Regions from separate parts of the Hordeum vulgare genome. Here region 1 is linked to region 2. The links are chromatin contacts, called in public Hi-C maps. All regions are on one chromosome and are shown on one strand. The core of a region is the stretch at or near the end of the contact, and the rest is flanking DNA. Distances in the headings are between cores, read along the strand shown. Region 1 holds the start of LOC123425610 (probable serine/threonine-protein kinase WNK1). Region 2 holds the start of LOC123425609 (40S ribosomal protein S13-1-like).

What was found. Hi-C and Micro-C count contacts between places; a contact is called where the count stands out from the background.
Region 1: a Hi-C map of leaf shows a contact between it and region 2, with 4 times the contacts expected there. The contact joins the promoter of LOC123425610 here to the promoter of LOC123425609 in region 2. A contact is called at or near these places in 4 of 6 Hi-C or Micro-C datasets (leaf and seedling) and 1 of 1 datasets of contacts at active chromatin or transcription factors (embryo).

The regions. Positions count from the first base shown.
Region 1 is chr2H:148,699,324-148,702,564 of MorexV3_pseudomolecules_assembly, reverse strand. It overlaps LOC123425610 (probable serine/threonine-protein kinase WNK1), which reads left to right and starts at 1,934. Exons shown (of 7, transcript XM_045109304.1): 1 at 1,934-2,312; 2 at 2,442-2,479; 3 at 2,592-2,819; 4 at 2,996-3,216. The coding sequence starts at 2,226.
Region 2 is chr2H:148,402,887-148,406,337 of MorexV3_pseudomolecules_assembly, reverse strand. LOC123425609 (40S ribosomal protein S13-1-like) reads left to right here and starts at 2,120. Exons shown (of 1, transcript XM_045109303.1): 1 at 2,120-2,909. The coding sequence starts at 2,206. The coding sequence ends at 2,661.

The DNA of each region.
Region 1 (3,241 bases), core at 685-3,184, 300 kb before region 2:
AAAAGACGCATTTGTGTATGATACAACATGGTTACCGTGTATGCCAACGATTAGATCCAGGGGTTGGCATAGAGACACATGGAGACCGTATGCCGAAAAAGGTAGGTTGTTACACCCTTGCTCCATTCCTCTCTCTCTTTCATCTCCCTTACTTGTGGTTCTTCTCTATCCTCTATGGAGCATCGTCGCCGTGTAGCTTGCTCCGACTTCTCTCCGCATGTATGTGCATGGGAGATGAATGAGGAGAAGAGTGGGGATAAGTGTGTGGGGAGAGAGGTCGGGGTGTGGATTAGGAAGTCAACGCCAGATTTGCTAGTCTTTCCTTTGTTTGGTTCGACTGTCTACGTAGTGTGCTTTTAGATGCATGCGGTTCAATGACCAATGTTGAAATCGATGCCAGATTTTAACAATTGAGTATATTACATGACACTTGGATTAGGCAGATTTTTTTAGTGTGCACACCCTTCATTTAATTCATGGGTCCGTCACTGAGCGTATATACATGTTTGTGAGTGTCTCCATCTGTATTATATGTTTTTTAAAAACTATTATTTCTCAATGAAACCACATCCATTGATAATTATAAGGTAAGCATGGCAAATTATATAACTAACATCACCCGAAAATGCCAAATGGAGACCGTGCTCCACGAAGGCCTTAATTTGGAAACTTTAAAATTCAAACTCTTCTTTTAAAAAATTCTGAAAAATATATGTGTAACTAGATTCATGATGTACATGTGTGTAAATTTCAGGTCGAAACAAGTTAAAATGTGAGGTACAAAAAAAAACAAATTTGGGCTTTTAGCATATGTATTGTTCATCTTTAAATATCATGCTTTTTTGGGGGCAGCTCGAAATTCAAGGTATCTCATAATAAAATTGTACACACATACACATCGCATTCTTGTATACATGTTTATTTTTTTCATAACTTTTAAAACATAAATTTTGAATTTTGTTATTGTCAAAATTAAGGTCTTCATGATGCTCTGTCTCCAAATGCCCTACTCGACATCACCTACCTATATGATTAGCGGTGGATGAGGGTGAAGCTCATGTATGAGTTATTTTGTCCAATTATCCGGTTTCTTTAAACTGCTTACAAATTTTCAACGTGTTGGAAAATGAAGATGAACCCGGGTGCTCCTATCTAGGAGTACTATAGCTTTGAGCAACTTTCCATGGACATGAACGGAGCACCCCGCACCATCATGGCCCAAGTGAGTTCGCCGGGGGAGCATAGCGTTTAGCAGGGTTTGATCATCAATGGGGAGGCAAAACAAAGGGGCCGCTCTCGAACCATTTCGTTTTCTTCTCCGAAGTCAAAAAAGAGAGTCAGATTTGCGATGTCAAGGAGGAAAGCAAGAAAAACAAGAACCCCAGTAAATATTCAATTTTCTTGTTCAGTTTGCGCCAAGATCGTGGTTCCTAATCAGCTGTCCCTTTTTCCGGTTAAAGAGCTTCTCGACATAGTTTCTTCCCCCAGAGCTTCTACATTCATATATACAGTACTTTTCTGCGAGCGGTCGTTTTCGCCCATGGGATTGAACAACATTTGGGTCCAAACCAAACATGCTTTCTTGGAAAATCGGGCTGCCTTTTCTGAAAGGAATAAAAAACGCAGAGACCGGCCTGCATTTTTCTACTGTAATTCCAGTTCCTTTTAGAGACGATTGCGGTCTAATTTGTTTACACCGAATAATTGTGGATTAGTATATCGGCATGGAAGTGAGGCTAATTTGACCGTGTCATGATGGAATTGTAGTCTCACCCGACTAACCAACGACAGTATCTAGGATCCTGTCACCCCTAGTACGTACAGTACCACGTAGCTGGCCCAGCCCAGCAGGTAGCTTAGTAAATCTCATCTCTCGTGTGGAGTTAAAAACGGCAAGTTTATCTGCGGCTTTCCCATTGATCTAATCTACAATCTACAACTAAAGCCTCATCATCCCCACCCCCTCCTCCTTGGCTCCTTCCCATCTCTCTCTCTCTCTCTGCCCACACACACCATGTGTGCCCACATTTCCCTAAATAGGCCGCTCGCTCCCGCGCCGATCCTCTCCTCCTCCCCGCCCCCCTGCCCCTCCTCACTCCCCATCCACTCCTCCTAGCAGCGCGAGCGCGAGCGCGCCGGCGAGCCAGCAGCTGCCTCCCGGGCGGCGCGGAGCGGGTGCTTTCTTGCGCTGCTTCCGAGGCCGGAGCGAGCCGGAGATAGCTAGGATGATGGGCGCCAGGGCAAACGCCAGCGCCAACGCGGCCGACTGCGGGGAGTACGCGGAGCTCGACCCCACCGGCCGGTACGGAAGGGTACGGCGCCACCCCCACCACCACCAACAACCTCCCTCCCCCTGCTCCCCTCCTCCTCCTGCGGCCGTTTCTCGATACGTTACCCTGCCATGCCAGATCGCTGATCCGTTTGCTCCATGCTTCTTGCAGTATAACGACGTCCTCGGCAAGGGCGCGTCCAAGACCGTGTAAGATCCGCCGTCCTCTGCTCGCTCGCTCGCTGCTTGCTGTCGCTTCTTTCTTGTCCGCCTCGCGCCGCCCGAGCTGACTGCTGACGACGAGCGCCTGGTCTGGTTTCAGGTACCGGGCGTTCGACGAGTACCAGGGGATGGAGGTGGCGTGGAACCAGGTGAAGCTCTACGATTTCCTCCAGTGCCCCGATGACCTGGAGCGCCTCTACTGCGAGATCCACCTCCTCAAGACGCTCAAGCACAAGAACATCATGAAGTTCTACACCTCCTGGGTCGACGTCTCCGCCCGCCACATCAACTTCATCACCGAGATGTTCACCTCCGGCACCCTCCGCCAGTAAGCCGCACCAATCTCATCTAACTCTCTTTAATGCTCAATAAAGTTGTATCCTTGTACGCTCAATCTAAAGGAAATCTCCTTTTTTTCTGCCCAATTCTAGAAAGAAAGTAGTAGTAGTACGTATCTTCTGTTCTGTATGCCTAATTGATTGCTTGTGATTTGCTGGTGATTAGGTACAGGCAGAAGCACAGGAAGGTGAATATATGGGCGGTCAAGGACTGGTGCCGGCAGATCCTCAGCGGCCTGCTGTACCTACACAGCCACAATCCACCCATCATCCACCGGGACCTCAAGTGTGACAACATCTTCGTCAATGGTAACCAGGGTGAGGTCAAGATCGGCGACCTCGGCCTGGCCGCCATCCTCCGCAAGTCCCATGCTGTTCACTGCGTAGGTAAGCTTCGGCCGATTAGCTACCT
Region 2 (3,451 bases), core at 871-3,370:
CTGGGAAAACATTGTTATACAAGTTTTCCAGTTAAGTCACTTGAAATGAAACACTATTCTCATTACTCTTCATCTACACTACATATGCACACACAATTAGCTTGAAACTTGAGGCTAGACAAACAGAGTTGTTAATTAATGTGACACCAAATCAGCTTTATTCCATATTATGTGGTGTCCCGTTAGGAAATATAGGTGTTCAAACAGCAATCTGATCAACCCCCATCAAGAGGCACACTTGAGCATAGGACACTGGTAGTACAATCTTTCAGGCTATGGGGGCAGTCAAGTTTCTTCAGCCAGCCACAGACTGCATTTATTTTATCACTAAAATACGTAAGCTAGAGATGAAACATGTTCTTCTTCACTCTTCAGTCATGCTTCCTTTGCGGCCTCCTTATGGCTATATGTATGAAAGAAGATTATCCAACCTAACTGTCCTCACTAACTAGCTATCACCTATCGAAATGCGTGGTGTGGTCCTTGAGGGGCATGGCATTAGGTGGTGTGTAATTCATGTATGCTGCGTGCATGTGAGGGTGCCGACCTATCTAGCTGGTGCCACAGACACAGTGATTCCCGCACATATTATCATTCATGCCAGGACACGCCCTTATCAAGCTGAGCATATGTTTTACGCTACTGATCAGTGACCATCACCTGCATACACATATCTGGAAAACGTTGCATATACGTGTATCATGTTTTTGGAACTAGATCAAAAGTTTCCCTAAAAATGATAAGAAATTGGTTTGGTTGGGGTCTCTGCTATTTTCTGGACGTCGTGGAAATGTCTAGCCTAATTTTTAGCACAAAATATAAAATAATTCCATGACCCTTGTCAAACTAATTTGTTACTGGATCGTGGGATGATCTATTTTACAAACAAGGGAGGCAAACAGAGAGGTGTTGGAGCTGGGAACAAAACTTCTCAGAGAGAATGTTGTATCTGCACATTCTATATTTGCGGGAAGTGTGCATTTTATTTCTTTTATGGTATATATTTATCACCAGACAGCTTTGAACAATACTATGGTTTGGTTAGTGTGCATTTTATTTCTTTTGCTGCTGCTAGTATATATGTATGCTTAGTATGTTTGGTATTGATCCCCACTAATTCTCAGCACTATGTTTGATATTGATCCCCACTAATAATTTTATTCAAATGTTTGGCTTGCAGTGTATGGTGATCATGACAAGCTTGCTCTTGTTACTTATCCAGATGTTGCTTCACTGCTTGAACAATTGCCGACGATTAATCTTTTTAAAATATTTTATGTCTAAATGCACAATGATTGAACAATTACGAATCCGAACTTTGGTTATGTAGCAGCGGACGAGACGAGACAACTATGCCTCAATAAATTTGTAATTTAAACTGTTGATTTTGAGCACTATGAGTTATCGGAACTATGTTCAAATAGATGAATGCAAAAATATATTTTTTTATGTCGTGGTGCTGTTATATAAATAAAAAAATTATCTCATTTTATACGTGTGGAATATGTGTGAAAGTGCAGTCTGTACTGTTTTTAAGTCTGTATGTGCGTATTTGAAAATTTATGTTGTTAAAAATGCACTCAGTGTTGCTGAAATTCTGCTATTGTTGAAAGTTTGTGCTTTTGAAAGTTTAGGCTATGGCAGCCAGGTTACAAGGGCGGGAAAAAACAACAATTCAAACGAAGGCTGGGGAAGCGGAATGGAAATACAATCCTGACATGTATTTTGGTTGTAGGCTAGTACTCCCTCCGTTCCTAAATATAAGTTTTTGTAGAGATTTCACTAATGGACTACATACGGATGTATATAGACATACTTTAGAGTATAGATTCAATCATTTTGCTTTGTATGTAGACTTTTAGTGAAATCGCTTAAAAGACTTATATTTAGGAACGGGAGGAGTATAATGCAAGTGTAAAATGTTACTCGTATAAGGGTAGAAAAAAACAACGTCCCAAACGCAGCCTAAAACAGCGACTTGCGCGCCGAATAAGATTGGCCCTCGCGCTCGATGGGCGATCAGCGAGAGGATATTGGGTCGCGATCGCGCGGTATTCGCGTCCAAAACATTATGGGCTAAGCCCAGTTTGCAACGCGAGCAGATATAACTGACTGGCTTGGCAGCGAAGGGCACCGCCCCATTTTTGCTAGGTTTCCCTCTCCGCCGCCACAGCCGCTTCTCCCCCCACCTCCCTCCTCGCCGCCATGGGACGCATGCACAGCAACGGGAAGGGGATGTCGTCCTCGGTGATCCCCTACAAGCGGGAGGCCCCGGCCTGGGTCAAGACAGCCGCGCCGGACGTGGAGGAGATGATCGTGCGCGCCGCCAAGAAGGGCCAGCTGCCGTCTCAGATCGGCGCCCTGCTCCGCGACGGCCACGGCATCCCGCTGTCCAAGGCCGTCACCGGCGCCAAGATCGTGCGCCTGCTCAAGGCGCGCGGGCTCGCGCCGGAGATGCCCGAGGACCTCTACTTCCTCATCAAGAAGGCCGTTGCGATCAGGAAGCACCTGGAGAGGAACAGGTCGGACGTCGACGCCAAGTTCCGCCTCATCCTCGTCGAGAGCAGGGTCCACCGCCTCACCCGCTACTACCGCCTCACCAAGAAGATGCCCGCCGCCTGGAAGTACGAGTCCACCACCGCGAGCACCCTCGTCGCCTGATTCGGTTAAGCTTCGGTTCTTCGACGTAATTCTCTGCAGTTTTGGACTTCGGTTTTGTGTTAAGTACTGTAGTAAGCAATGCTTTTGGCAATGTAAGCTTTTAAACCTATCGATTACCTCTCGTGTGCCTGGATAGGAGTATTTCGAGAGTTCAGTGGGAGTGGATTAGATTTTGATCCTTGGAAGTTGAGACTATTTACAATGTGTTGCTTTGGTAAGAGGTCTTTTAATGTTAGCCGAGTGGTAAATCAGTTGTTCATAGCATTTAGGATCCATACCAGCTATTGGTTCTTGGTTGTGGTGCTTCCTGTGTAGGAACTACTCCCTTGGTTCCTAAATTTAAGTCTTTTTTAGAGGTTTCTTTAGGGGACTACATACGGATGTATATAGACATACTCTAGAGTGTAGATTCACTCATTTTGCTCTGTATGTAGTCTTCTAGTGAAATCTCTAAAAAGACATATACTCCCCCGTCCCAAAATTCTTGTCTTAGGTTTGTCTAGAAATTGATGTATCTAAATAGTAAAATGTGACTAGATACATTTATATCTAACAAGTCTAAGACAAGAATTTTGGGACGGAGGGAGTATTTAGGAACAGAGGGAGTATGAAGTAATGACGTAAATCTGGTAAATATTTTTAAATGAACTTTGCCAAAATCATGCCACCTTTGGAAAACCAGTCCCTTCTTTTGAACTGAAGAGGGTTGGAGGGTAACCTTAGGCCAATATTTCGCACCATTATTAATATTTGGTCTGAGGTTTTACTTACATTTCTTTGCTCTTTGGAC